Linked DNA regions of Mus musculus: regions 2, 3, 4 and 5 are each linked to region 1. The links are chromatin contacts, called in public Hi-C maps. All regions are on one chromosome and are shown on one strand. Each heading gives the region's core, a stretch centred on a gene start, on an enhancer-like site or on the middle of the called end of the contact. The rest is flanking DNA. Distances are from core to core; before and after follow the strand shown. Region 1 holds the start of Zfp607b (zinc finger protein 607B). Region 2 holds the start of Zfp574 (zinc finger protein 574). Region 3 holds the start of Zfp260 (zinc finger protein 260). Region 4 holds the start of Polr2i (polymerase (RNA) II (DNA directed) polypeptide I). Region 5 holds the start of Exosc5 (exosome component 5).

Region 1 (2,700 bases), core at 162-2,661:
CTGGAACTCAAGCTGCAGGGAAGCCTATAGCTCTGGTTTCCAGAGGCACCTGTGGTCATGGACACATAACCCAACATACATAACTTTGAAGACAAATACTTCATCTTTAAACAAAAGACAGACCCCCATGGTCTCAGTCATGTAGAATCTGAAGCTGTTTTCTCCTAGGAACAGTAAGATGCCGGTTACTGGGGTTTGAGTGGCGGAGGCTGGATGTGCAGCATCGGGGTCGAGAGTGGGAGGTAGATCTATACCATAAGCGAGAGAGTTGGGAGATGTGTCATGAAACATGGTGACTGGGATTAATAGTTTGTAAAGTCTTAGAGAGTAGATGGCAAGTGTACTCGTGACAAAAATATAAGTTAGATGAAGTCCTTCAGTGCTATCACTTTCCCACTCCCGAAATCCTCACAAGCGAACAGACCATCTATCGACTGCATTCTTTTCCTGTCTTGTGATGCCATGGAAATAGAAATCAGATGTAGAACAGCAGCGTTTGAAAGCCCTAATGCTAACCTCTGTAGGTCCCTATGGAAAACAGCTTGGGAAAAAGATGGGATTGTCGACAGAAGACATCAAGGGTCACTGAAATGATAATGTGAATACTAGCTGGAACGGGAGGGGACACTAAGGACAATAGTGCAGTTGTAAATTTGCATGCTCCTGCTTCATTTCCTAACAATTCTATATTCTAAAACTAAAACCTCAGTTCTCAAACCGAAAAGAGCACTCACTCTTGAATCTTAGATGGGTAGCGATAATATTTTCATTATTCTCCAGCCTCCCTCTTGAATAATGGCCTAAGCAGGGAACCCGAGTATACATGAGATCGCAGACTACATTTGAGAGCATCCTCAGTGAGAACTTTCCTTCTCTTCCCTCGATATTCAGATTCGGCAGAGCTCTGAGACAGTCACGGAGCTCAACAAGTACCCTCCCTCCTAGACGACACCCCCGTCCTTAAATTATAGCCCTAAGCTCAAGTCTGAGCCTCGGGGAAAGCTTCCCTTCAGACCCCGCACCTGACCTCCCCTTACTGAAGCTTGGTCCTCTGCTTTAGTCCCTGTGTCCCTGAGAGAAAGCAGGAGCAGACAGCGACAAGCAAAGAGACACAGATTATGCAGAGAGCTCAAGGTGTGTATACAGTTAGACACTGACAGACACACACGCACATACACACACGTACACACACCACAGTTCCTACACGCCCACACATCAACACCCATTCGCCACACCCACACCCGCCTGCGGTCTCCCGCCTTACTCTGTGGAGGCCAACCAGTGACTTCTGATTCCCACCTGACCATCCGGGGTAGCTCCGCCTGCACACCAGAAGTTATCTACTTCCGACCCTATGCTGCCTGGGAAATGTAGTCCCCTTGTCCCAAACTACAAGAAATATAATGCTTCATAGTTCTGGGATATCCCAGCATGCAACCTGGGCCAGCCCATCTGGCAGCTGCGCCCTGTGCTTTGTGGGAGTTCCCAGGGATGGTGCCCTTCTCTCTCTCTCTCTCTCTCTCTCTCTCTCTCTCTCTCTCTCTCTCTCTCTCTCTCTCTCTCTCTCTCTCTCTCTCTCTCTCTCTGTGTGTGTGTGTACTTCCGGGTTCTGTGAGTAACTGGGTTTCACCCCTGTGGAGAAGACAGGTGAGCCTAAGTTTTAAACGCAGGCTAGGAAGTAAAATTGGATCGAGATGTAATTGAATACGCTTTGCCTGAGACCCACTGCAGGGTTCCACCTCGCTGTGCTCTGGTGGGACTTTGTCAGTGTTCTGGGTTTTTCTGAACGATCAAAGAAAGAGGGACACTGCAGAATGAATTTAGGCTTCCCAGAAGCAGAGGGATCCATTCTGGTGAGCTGAACTAAACGGCTAACAGCTTCGCAGGAGGGCTTTTGTGATTGTTACACAAAGGACCTTTTAGCAAGTCAATTCCCGCATACCCAAATCTCATATCAGATCTCAACGAACCATAAGGTAAGTAAACAGAATCATAAAAATTCCAAGTTAAAAAAAAAAGAAGAAGAATTCCAGGTTTGCCGGGAAGACAGCTTATGGGAGTCTGAACTTTTCTTCACAGCAACCAGAAGCCACAGTATACACCAGCTTCAAACACCTTGTTCCCAGCCCCCATTTGCCTAAGATGGCATATCAAATCTTCAGTATGCGCCTGTCCTGCTGAGGAAGTTGTTGAACATGTCCCGTTACACAGCGGCATTGTGGCTGTCCCTTAGTCTGCTCAGGACACCCGATGAAGAACCCTCTTTAGCGCTCAGATTTCACATCCTCGGTTGGACCAATAGGCCATCTACAGAGCCAGATCTATGGGGAAACCGTGCATCTGAAACCCACTATACAGACAGTGCTGTGGCCACAAAGGCACCGGCTGCTGCAGTCGGGAGCTCACGGAAGTCTCCATCCCACTAAGCCCACGGGAGCACCTGAGTTTGAGATGAACTGTGGTCAGAATGGTTTTGTGCCCCGTGGAAAGGTTATCCTTGGGGTTTTCAAATGGTCATTTCTCTGCCCTCACCTCTTGTTTCTATCTGAAAATGACATTGTAATACTTAGATTTTTTAAAAAAAACTCTCGTGTTTCAAGTTCTATAAACAAAATCTTACCATTTGTTCTCTGCCCTGACAATAAATGCAGATTGCCCAAAGGCTGGGCAGAGAGAAAACAGGGCAGCACGTCTCCCAGC
Region 2 (2,700 bases), core at 196-2,695, 2.6 Mb after region 1:
TCCAATGTCTGTCACTTAGAAACTCCATCTGTACTCAAACCCTGCAAAAAGAGGTCCTCTTCATACTTAAACCTTCTCACCAGCAAACAACTATGGGGATACCCAAATCCCCCAGAGTTATCAATATGGTACATCCCCAAAATTCCTAGACTGCTCTCTGTAGCACACATCTCTGTCTCTCCAACTACACCCAAGATTGCTCGAATATTCCCTTTGGCCTACTTACCTGTATCTAAAACAAAACAATCCCTCCCCTCTAGCTCAACCTATTGAAACCCGTAAGAATAAATAAAGACCTCTGTCAATACTTTCCAAGCCCCACTTTCATGCGTTTATCGGTCTTCCTTGTCAGCATTACTCCGTTTTCCACACCTGATCCCTCCCTTCGCTCTAAAGATACCTCAAAAACCTCTTCTCTGCCTCAGCTCTTTCCAGGCAGAAATCGATTTTCCTCCCTGCGTTAATTACCTCCTTTCTCGGGCCAGCTCCCCACCCCGGCATCCATGAGTCCTCTAACCGTCCCCTTTCGATTCTGATCCCCATCCCAGCGCACCCACCCGTGGCCCCGATACCCCATGCAACCAGAGAGCCCTCCGGCGAGGCAGCTCTGGGACCTCCCCTTCCCGCCAAGGTCGGCCCCCGGCCTGCAGCCCGAGCCCTGCCCCTCCTCACTCAGCCCCGCACTCAACTCCAGTCCCCCATCCCACCCGCCGTCCCGGCACAGCCCCCGCCCGGCCCGCGCGCCCAACGGCCGCTCCGCTCTCCGCACCCGGGACGCGATCCTTCAGGCCTTCATCGTGCAGGCCGAATGACGCAGGCAAGCCGCCGGGTGGGGCCGGACCTCTGCGCTCCGGCGGGGACTCACCCGCCTCGGCCGTCTCGCCGGCCCCAGGCCGGGCTACGGGCTTCAGGTCCCTTTGCACCGCCACTCTAGCGCCGCGTCCTCTCTAGCGCCCGTCGTCTCGCCTGCTCCGCAGCCTCGCTCTCACCCCAGGCCGCCCTCAACAACGCTCCTCCCACCTTCCGCCTGGGCCGCTGCGAAGAACTGCACAATTCGCCCAATCATCGGCTGTCTGCCCCTGTCATTAGACCAATCGATGCTCAGGTTTCCTGAAGCCTCGACCAATAGAGCGGAGGGGTGGGATCGCGCAGCGCCCAGCCAATCCTTTAGCAATGTTCCCTCGCTGGTCGGCCTCCAGGTGGATACTACCCGCCTCTTTAATCCTCCCTGGAGGTTCTTCCTCTTCCACCTCTTCTCGGATTCCGCCTTTGATAGCTCGAAAGGGGAGCGCTGAGCGGAGAGGGCGCGATGACGTCGGGAGGCGGGACGAAGCTGGAGGCGCCATCTTGGGGGCGCCTGACAAGCTAGGCGTAGGGGATTCGGGCAGTGTAGGCTGTAGAGACACGCAAAGCCCTGGAGGCCGGCGGGTTACAGTCAAGGATCCCTGAGGGCCAGTGGCAAAAAAAAAAAAAAAAAAAAAAAGAGACACCACTCGGCGTGAATGGGAGAGGAAACCAAGCAGCAGCAGTCACACAGGGCAAAAGGAACAAAACAAGGCTTAAGACTTTTTTTTCCTATTAAGAGGATGAACGGGGAAATCGAGGAAGAGTAGAATGGAAACAAGATGTCAGGAGAGGGAGTTTAGAGGAAGAGGTACGTGACAGGAAGTGAGAAATGGAAGGAGAAAGGAAAAGCCCCGTTAGTAAGGTCCCTTGGAAGAAGCTGAGGGTGTGGGGTGGAAGACCTGAAGAAGGAAGTTTATGGGATTTGTAGTGGATCGAGTCAGTTGTTCTTGTTTTTGTTTGAGGCATGGTCTGGCTTTGTGAACAGGCTGGCCTCACAGAGATCCGCCTGACTCGGCCTCTCCTGTTTTGAGCATTAAAGGTATCTTTCCAGGTGACTGCCCTTCCACACAGTTACAGTTAAGGACCCCTAGGCATGGGAAGAATTTCCTGGGAAAACATGAAGTTCCAGGCCAGCCAGGGAGATGGTTCAGCGCGTAAAGCCACATGCTAAGCCTGATCTGGAGTTTTGATTCTGGGATCCACAGGGTGAAAGGAGAGAACTGACTCTTGTAAGTTGTTCTCTGACTTCTGCATATACCAGAGTGTGCATACATGAACATACACACACACACCTGAATGTAATATGGTAGCGAGTGACTGAAGAGATCCAGTATCCATATTTGGACTCCACACAAGTACACCACAGTTTTCAGGAAGCTCCCTCTTGAAGCCAAGGTTAAGGGAGTTATCAGAGGTGCATCTGGTTGGTCAAACTGTCCCCCGTTTCCCCAACTGAAGCTCAGAAAAACTAGGAGGGGTTTGAACACAGAACCACAGGTAGGTCTGAGTCTCCAGTTGTCACCATGTGTGTGCCCTCCTTTGGATGTCTAGCTGGATGTCTTCTTACTGGACTCCCTAGCAAGTATACCTACATGTTCTAACTAGGCTGCTTATCCTGGCCCTGGTACTTCTTAGCTGTGACTTTGGGCAAAACAACTCCACTCTGTCTCAGGTTTAGTTTTTTTTGTTGTTGTTGTTGTTGTTTTGGTTTTTTTTAGTTCTTCGAGACAGGGTTTCTCTGTATAGCTCTGGCTGTCCTGGAATTCACTTTGTAAAACAGGCTGGCCTTGAACTCAGAAATCCACCTGCCTCTGCCTCCCGAGTGCTGGGATTAAAGGTGTGCGCCACCATACC
Region 3 (2,700 bases), core at 156-2,655, 2.4 Mb before region 1:
CTAGTTTGGAGCAGCTTAATCTATAGAGCGAATTCCAAAACAGTTAGGGCCACACTGAGACTACCCTGACTCAGAAGGAAGGAAGGAAGGAAGGAAGGAAGGAAGGAAGGAAGGAAGGAAGGAAGGAAGGAGGGAGAAATGAAAGCAAAACGATGATGAGCCAGCTATAACAGCGCATGCCTTTAGTCCCAGCACTTGGGAAGCCTATCTCGAGAGTTCCAGGACAAGCAGGACTATGAACGCAGACCATTTTTTGTTGTTTGTCATGTTTTAAAGACTGACCAAAAACTACTCAGAAGAAAATCTGTATGTTAACAAAAGCTACTTGGTATGGATAAATCTGGACAAATTAGGAGTCTTAATTTGGAGCTGAAGGGATTGCTCAGTGGATAAGAACACTGGCTGTTCTTCCAAAGGACTCTAGTTCAACTCCCTGTACCCACATGCCAGCTCACAACTGTCTATAATTCCAGTTCCAGGGGATCCAATGTCTTCTTTTGGCCTCTGCAGGTTCCACGTACACATATATTCAGGCAACACACACACACACACACACACACACACACGAGCCCTGTCCTTTGACAAATCAGAGTGCTAAATTAAATAGCTTTCTTGACCTCTCTGTGCTAAAGGGGGGACAATTAATTACCTTACTGATTCAATCCCATCTGCAGCAGTGAAAAGTACATTCTAAGGGCTAGTCCGTAAATTTGGGACTACTCAAAACTAGCTCATCTGGTTTTTCCAAGTAGCAAGTTAATGCCTACAGATGTGTAGGCATCCAATAACGAGTTATTGGAAATCTTTGTTACAAAGAATATTTTTCAAAGGAACGTTGGTTTCATTTTTTTACTGTAGACTTGTTTTGATTTTTAAAAACCAGGTTTAAAACTACTCACTCAATTATCTTTTTCCCTTTCCTGTTTTCCAGAAGAAAAAAAAACACCTCGTTTTTATTTTTAAAATAAATGCGACATGTATTAGAAAACCACCCCTGTATTTTTACAAACTTGAAACCAGTTTCTCGCTCACTCGAAACAAACCAAAACACACCCTTACACGTATGCTCACCCCGCCCGCAAACCCACCCCGGTTTCTGATCTCCCCAGCCCCCATCCACCCAAGTTCTCAGCTCCACCATCACAGTAGGCGTTTTCGCCCCTTCAGGCATCCTCGCCCGGGCAGGTGGGTAAACCCTCCCCCACAGCTCCTTTGCCTTTACTCAGTCTGGGAAAATCCCGGTCCTACAGACCCCGAAATCAAACTCACCCAGACAAAGGCGACGATGGCGAGCCACGAAGCCTGCGCCTGCGCACTCCTTCAGTGAGCTAGCACTCCCAGAGGTCTCTGCCCACCAGGGCTCTGAACTAGAGGATCTTTTTCCATTCTAGTCTCTCTCTTTCGCTCTCTTTTTAACTGTGAACTACATTTCCCAGAAGTCTCAGGGGTTCTAGTTAATTTCCCCTCCACTCTCCCGAGAACTTTTCCCAGTGGATAAGTAGTAAAAGGTTGGAACTCAGATACTACCACTTTTACACTGTGTTACCGCAAAGGACAATGGTGTGCCAAGGTGTGTAATGAGTGCAGCTTAAACTCACAGAATAGGCTTTTCCTTGCCTCCAGGGCGAGATTCCCAGTAAGGCGCAATCCTCTGGGTTTTACGGGAGAGGACGCCATCTTGGCCACCGTGGCGCACTGCTGAACTACATTTCCCAGAAGGCATCTCAGGCTGATAGTTGGCAGCTCTGCAGAGAGTTGTATCAGACTCTGGTGTTAAGGAAGCGATTGCTACAGTATCACAAACTGAAGCCAGGCTGGAATTGAGACTGATAATTGGGTTCAGACTAAACAATCAGGAAAATGAACTATTGTGAAATTGTAATTTTTGTAGCCGTATGTCCTAGGGTTGTGACAGTGTGTAACAATGTGGAAAGCAGTATGCAGGTGAGTTGTGGGGTCCTGTGGGAGGTTTGTTAATGCGTTACCTGAGTGTTAGGTCCCAAAACTGGGGCAAATGGCTGAGATGCCTGTTAACATATCAAAGCAGCTGATGGCCTGGTGAAGGTGTTACAGCTCTAAAGGGAAAGCTATCCTACAGTTGGGAGCCAAGGAATACCACAAAGTCACACCCTACAGCAAACCTCGGGAGAGATGTATTAGGAAAGCCTCAAGAAGTTGGGTGCCTTTGCTTGGGAGAGAATCAACAAAGAACAGAACAGGAGGCAGGCATTATATAGGGTTTGGGGGGAAAGGAGGCGGGGCTTCCAGGGCGGCCTGGGATTCTTCCCCCCGCCCCCGCCCTTTTTTCCTCTATAGAGTGGATCTTGTCTGTATCTCAAGGGGCTGGAAACAGCCTTCTCAGTGGTAGAACAGTCTAGAAGGCTGGCCCTGAATACTCTTGCACATCAAGGGACTGGGCCAGGCCATTAGATTAGTATAGAGGTGGGGCCTGGCTACCTGTGCTTGTCCTGGGCTACCCTGCCTCCTACCCTGAAATCTCCCACCAGAGTTGGGCTGTCCCTTCCCCAGCTTCTCTTCCCTATATAATCTAGCCCGTTTGACCTCTTGTCCACCATGCTTGGTTTTCTGCTCTCCTGACCTCTAGGCTTCTGCCTCTCTCCTTATCAAACAGCCCAGTGTGAAACCAAAAAGGTGCCACCGTGAACTGTGAGCTAAATTCTTGATCCTGGAATATATGAC
Region 4 (2,700 bases), core at 30-2,529, 2.5 Mb before region 1:
AACGATCACTCAGTCCAGCGGTGGCCGCAGTGTGGGGCAGTGCAAACATAGTACAGGCGCATGGCGTCCTAGCAATAAGAACGTTCAGTCAGGGTCTGGACCCAGAGGATAGTGTGAGGACCAAAAGAAACGATCAAAGAAACTTTCCCAATCTTGATTTGAGTAAACAGGATCAACCCAAAACTGGCGTGTCCCCCCCACCCCTACCCCCCCAAGCACCCAGCCGCCACTCACCTCAGCTCGGGCACTGTGTGACTGAAAGAACACTGCCTCCTTGTGGCCACACCTGAGGGAATGGTTCAGTTACTAAACCGCGAAAGACCTCTCTGTGCACAGCCACTCCTCTTTCCCTATGCCAGCTGCGTACTCACTTCTGGCACGGGTGGTCCTCCGTCCGGGGCAACGTGGGGTCCTGGGACACGTCTGCGATGATCTGGGTCAGCTCGCTGCAGGCATAGGGAAGTAATTAGCGGTCAGGCCGGGTGTCCTAAGAGGTGACCCGTGCCCCAAGCGAGGTCCCGCCACTCACTCCACTTCGTGCGTGATTTTGTTGACGTAGATGCAGCTGTTGTCGGCTTCCTGCTGGTAATCGCAATTCCGGCACTGCAGACGGGAGAGCATGTGGGAGGAGTGTCACAAACAGATCAGATCTCCAACAAGACTGGACAGGAAGGCAGGGTGTTCCCAAGGAGGGCATGGACAACATGGGAGAGAGGGTGTGCTGAGGGGTAGTCAAGAGGCGAAAGCGTGGGGGAGCCAGCAGGGAGCGCGCAGGGAAGGCGTGAACCCGCGGGCGAGAGGGTTGCCGGTACTCACCGCGTACAGCAGAATGCGATTTTCCTTGTCCTCCTTGGGGTACAGCATGTTATTACTGTGGGGAGGGGAGGTCAGAGGTCAGCCCTGGAGCCAGTCCTCACTGCCTTCCCACACCTACTGCCCGGGCCTCACCATTCCTGGCAGAACCGAATACCCACGAAGCCAGGCTCGTACGTCCCGTCGGGTTCCATAGCGACTGGGCTGCTGAGCCTTCTGCGCTTGCGCGGGCGCGCTACGGAACGCGGGAAGGGTCGCACACCGAAGCTGCACCAAACTAGGGCGATGCTGCGCGCATGCGCGGGTTCCTTATTTTTTTATTTTTTTTATTTTTTTTTTTATGGATGTCTGGCTGACGGCTTGCGTCGATCCTTTGATACCCTCTGCTACTCACTCCCGATTTCGGAACCTGCTTCCCAACTCCGAGTGGAATGGATCTAGGACAAGGGCTGGGACTATGATGCGCGATGTCATCCGCAAGGCGCTGAGCGTGAACGAGAGAATCCGCTGCTCTCTTCTTGGCCCAAGGCCAGTGCACATGCGCCGAACTTACACTCGGCGGACCGGGACAACTCCAGCCATTCTTCCCGGCTTCGGCCTCCTCCCGCCCTCCTCTCCTGCTTCCCGTGCACGGAAGGCCTCTCGGGATTGGTTGGACGTACCCGAGAATCCGCCTGTCCGTGGAGAAAGAACAGCAGCGATTGGCTGGCCATGTTAGGTGGAGAACTTGCATTGGTCAGCTCCAGAACAAGGGGCGGGACCTATATCCCAGAAGCAGCGGCGGCCACTGCGGAGCCGGTGTGAGACGGCTGAACCGCACCGCGGGCCACTCCGGGGCGCAGCGAGATGGAGGTGACGGGGATATCGGCGCCCACCGTGATGGTTTTCATCAGCAGCTCCCTCAACAGCTTCCGTTCGGAGAAGCGATACAGTCGTAGCCTCACCATCGCAGAGTTCAAGGTGTGGCCGTGGGGGCGGGGTCCGGAGGGGCGGGGCAAAGAAAAGGGAGTAGGGGGCTGAAAACTAGTGGGCGAACCTGGAGGGAAGGTTGCAGAGACTGACAGCCAGCCTCCCAGGCCTGGGAGCCCCGGAGAACAGAGTCCACCGAGTAGGGGCAGGACCCGGGAAAAATCAGACACTCCAGAGAGCCGAGGGGGCGGGTCCAGAAGGAACTGGTCCAAGGTGGGTCTTTTTGGAACTTGTTTGTTGATCAAAGTCTGAAGATGAGGCCTCTGACAGCCTTTCTCCTCATCTTGCCTCTTTACTGCAGTGTAAACTGGAGCTGGTGGTGGGCAGCCCTGCTTCCTGCATGGAACTGGAGCTATATGGAGCAGACGACAAGTTCTACAGCAAGTTGGATCAGGAGGATGCACTGCTGGGCTCCTATCCTGTGGATGACGGCTGTCGCATCCATGTGAGGACACCCTTTCCCGGGACCCGCCCCACATTCATTCACTAATTTATTTCTTCAACAAATACCATGTTTTGCCCAGTGTGATAACCAGTATAGGCTCTAGCCACATGGAAGCCCCAGTTCAGCCTGGTCAGAAGCAGACATTCAGTAGACAGTGACAAACCAGAGTTGTCTGAACTGGCTTAGGGGGAGGGAGCTCACGGGAAATTCATCAGAGGTACCAGGCTTTACCTGGGGATATCTGAAGAGGCTTCCTTGAGGAATGGGTATTTGAGCTGATATCTAGAGAATGTTCCATGGAGAGGACAAAAGTATAACACTGTAAAGAACTGAGGTGAGCCATCAAGTTCTGGCCCGATTGAGAGCAGCAAGAACACAGAAGGCCTCTGTGTGTATCAGCTCACATCATTCTGCCCTCAGCCTCTCCCCACCTTCCCTACTCATTCCCTCCCTGCTAAACTCTGTCCATTCCT
Region 5 (2,700 bases), core at 40-2,539, 2.0 Mb after region 1:
ATCTCAAACAAACTCACCATTGTCAACTCTGTCTCTGCCCTCTCATCTGTCTACTCTGGTAGTTTCTCACCCTCTCATGACCTCTCAAAGTTGGCTGGCCCGACTGGGATATAGGGTTGTGTGGGTCTCAGCCACAAGACTTCTCTTTTCTCCCTATTCATTTAGTCTGATGAAATGTGTATACCAAGGAAAGGCACGTTTTCTTAAATGATGGGACCGGGGAAGGGGAGATGCTTCTCAGCCCAGGATGGGAAGATCACATTTAATTTGAAGAGCACTTACTTAGATGTATCATCTGCCACAGTAATTATATTTAAACCAGTGGTGGTGATGTGTCTGTCTCAAAGGGTATTTATGCAAATAAACACCTTAGCCTCAACCGGTGATGTATGGATCTAGAAGTGTTTTTTAAGAAATCTAGTCAAAGCCAGGCGTGGTGGCGCACGCCTTTAATCCCAGCACTCGGGAGGCAGAAGCAGGCGGATTTCTGAGTTCAAGGCCAGCCTGGTCTACAAAGTGAGTTCAACAACAAAGTGAAAACAACAACAACAACAACAACAACAAAAACCCAAGAAATCTAGTCAAGGGGAGCTGGAGAGATGGCTCAGTGGTTATGAGCACTGACTGCTCTTCCAAAGGTCCTGAGTTGAATTCCCAGCAACCACATGGTGGCTCACAGCCATCTGTAACGGGATCTGATGCCCTCTTCTGGTGTGTCTGAAGACAGCTACAGTGCTCTTATATAAATAAAATAAGTCTTGAAAGAAAGATAAAAGAAAGAAAGAAATCTAGAGAAGGGTAATATCTGCCTTGGTGAAATACCTATTCTGGGATAGTCACTCTTATGAGAGTGGTCTTGCTCTCGATCTCCTCTGAGAGGGATTTACCAGGCTGGCCAACTCATTTCTTCTCGAGACGGGAGGTGGGTATACTCAACATCTAGAAATAAGTTCAAGGAGGCGGGCGTACTTGGTTACATACTACACAGTAACCGCTCTTCAAAAACCCTTCTTCGGTGAGGATGGCGCGCGCTGAGTTAAACTTGGTGAGGCTCGTACCTTGAAGAAAAGAAGCAGATCCATCCGGCCGGGACAGCAGGTTTTGCTCACAAGCAAAGTGCCGGAGACTGCAGACTGGACTTCGGGGGCTGGACTCTGTTCCGGTGTCAGTGAGTAAATTGGCGTCTGCACGCTTTGCGCCCTCCATAGCCGCTGACCACGCGCGCTGCGGCTCCCACCGTAGCTTCCGCTTAGCGGCGCGCGCAGTTCTACCGGCCGCGTACCTATTGCGCATGCGCCCGTCTAGGGCACGCCCGAGTTGGCCCTAGCACGTGGCTCAGCGTTTACTAACAATCTGGTCCCGCCCACCTCCACCTCCCAATTCTGGCATAGCCATTGGACAACAGGGAACAGGGGGAGGGACTTGGAGAGGGCCCATTTTGCTCAGGGCTCCGGGTCCTGAACCCTGAAGGTTCAAGTTAAGTTGTCCTTTTAGTTGCCTGAATTAGGAGCAACTAGAAGCAGACGACCGGAGCAATTTTAGAGACTAAAAATTGCCACCTTACTCATTTATGCGTCTTTGTCGCAAGGTGGTTAGAAGCAGATAGCGTGTTGGCCTAGCGGTGCTGCTATTTGAATAAGGCATCTGGTGGGACAGCCGTATGTCTATCCTGTGAGAAAGGAGGAGTGGTTATTAGCCAAGATGGCGATAGTGATGTCTGCGGCCAAGATCTGGAGGCCGAGCCGTGGCCTGCGCCAGGCTGCTCTTCTCCTGTTGGGACGATCTGGGGTTCGGGGCTTGGCTAGATCTGTGAGTATCTGAGCCCCACGGGGTCTTTCTTAGGGAGAAATAGAGACGTAAAAGTTATTCTTACATTGTGTGAGACACCGCGGGCTGTGAAGGAAAGAAAGAAAAGGTCCGAGAAACTTCTTGAAGAGAAATTCAAGGGAAGAATCCCTTTAGAGGAAAAGCAAGGCAGCTACTTGTGGGCCTCGATAGAAGGAGACGAGACGGGGGTTGAAAGGACAGATCAGGTTTTCATAGGGTCCTACATTGCTTAAATTCCAACTGTAAAGGGAGTTGAGCAAGAAACTGGTTTGATTCCTATGCCACCTGATCAAAAGGCAAGGCAAGGGACTTTGCCATGACTGTCCTTTACACAAGATGATTATGAAGGGAGACAAAGAGAGCTACAAGTTCAAACAGGACCCTTTGCCCACGTTATTTTTTTGAGACAGGATCTCACCCACGAGTCCGGAATGGCCTTTAGCTCACCCAGATGCTTAGACAGGCATCGAACTGGAGATAGTCCTGTCCCAGCCTCCCAAGTACTGGCATTACAGATGTAAGCTACGGTGCTTGGCTGCCCACTTTTCTTGAAAACACTGGAGAAAACTCGGAATTCCCTTTTGATCCATTGTTGATAAGGGCAGGATAACACTTCCAAAATCTGTTGCGGTCTGGCAATGTACCACCACAGTGTAGAATGCTTGCCTAGCACGCGCCACGTCCAGAGTTTGGCTCCTAGCCCTGTGTGTTTGTTTATCTGGATATGGCGACACATGTCTGTAATTTCAGCGCTTGGGAAGTAGGAGAGGAGGCATTTGAGGCCAGGTTGAGTTACGTGAGACCCTATCTCAAAAAAAAAAAAAAAAGATTTTTAAAAATGGTTTACTTATTTTTATTTCACGTGCATTGTTG

The links. Hi-C and Micro-C count contacts between places; a contact is called where the count stands out from the background.
Region 2: a contact with region 1 is called in a Hi-C map of B cells, with 6 read pairs. The contact joins the promoter of Zfp574 here to the promoter of Zfp607b in region 1. A contact is called at or near these places in 1 of 39 promoter capture datasets (liver) and 2 of 484 Hi-C or Micro-C datasets (B cells and uterus).
Region 3: a Hi-C map of B cells shows a contact between it and region 1, with 6 read pairs. The contact joins the promoter of Zfp260 here to the promoter of Zfp607b in region 1. A contact is called at or near these places in 2 of 39 promoter capture datasets (both in liver), 1 of 484 Hi-C or Micro-C datasets (B cells), 1 of 115 datasets of contacts at active chromatin or transcription factors (astrocytes) and 1 of 9 other capture datasets (adipose tissue).
Region 4: a contact with region 1 is called in a Hi-C map of B cells, with 5 read pairs. The contact joins the promoter of Polr2i here to the promoter of Zfp607b in region 1. A contact is called at or near these places in 3 of 39 promoter capture datasets (hippocampal neurons and liver), 1 of 484 Hi-C or Micro-C datasets (B cells) and 2 of 115 datasets of contacts at active chromatin or transcription factors (astrocytes and large pre-B cells).
Region 5: a contact with region 1 is called in a Hi-C map of B cells, with 6 read pairs. The contact joins the promoter of Exosc5 here to the promoter of Zfp607b in region 1. A contact is called at or near these places in 2 of 39 promoter capture datasets (cranial neural crest and second pharyngeal arch cranial neural crest) and 1 of 484 Hi-C or Micro-C datasets (B cells).

Annotation. Positions count from the first base shown.
Region 1 is chr7:27,688,051-27,690,750 of GRCm38.p6, reverse strand. Zfp607b (zinc finger protein 607B) reads right to left here and starts at 1,411. Exons shown (of 6, transcript NM_001112731.1): 1 at 1,265-1,411.
Region 2 is chr7:25,075,552-25,078,251 of GRCm38.p6, reverse strand. It overlaps Zfp574 (zinc finger protein 574), which reads right to left and starts at 1,445. Exons shown (of 2, transcript NM_175477.5): 1 at 770-1,445. It also overlaps a transcript of Grik5 not described here.
Region 3 is chr7:30,093,781-30,096,480 of GRCm38.p6, reverse strand. It overlaps Zfp260 (zinc finger protein 260), which reads right to left and starts at 1,405. Exons shown (of 3, transcript NM_011981.4): 1 at 1,270-1,405.
Region 4 is chr7:30,230,653-30,233,352 of GRCm38.p6, reverse strand. Polr2i (polymerase (RNA) II (DNA directed) polypeptide I) reads right to left here and starts at 1,279. Exons shown (of 6, transcript NM_027259.1): 1 at 949-1,279; 2 at 817-871; 3 at 530-603; 4 at 372-446; 5 at 235-286; 6 at 1-68. The coding sequence starts at 1,007. The coding sequence ends at 6. It overlaps Tbcb (tubulin folding cofactor B), which reads left to right and starts at 1,156. Exons shown (of 6, transcript NM_025548.4): 1 at 1,156-1,773; 2 at 2,084-2,227. The coding sequence starts at 1,660. Ovol3 (ovo like zinc finger 3) reads left to right here. Exons shown (of 4, transcript NM_001289817.1): 4 at 1-56.
Region 5 is chr7:25,657,742-25,660,441 of GRCm38.p6, reverse strand. It overlaps Exosc5 (exosome component 5), which reads right to left and starts at 1,289. Exons shown (of 6, transcript NM_138586.3): 1 at 1,059-1,289. The coding sequence starts at 1,206. Bckdha (branched chain ketoacid dehydrogenase E1, alpha polypeptide) reads left to right here and starts at 1,681. Exons shown (of 9, transcript NM_007533.5): 1 at 1,681-1,809. The coding sequence starts at 1,702.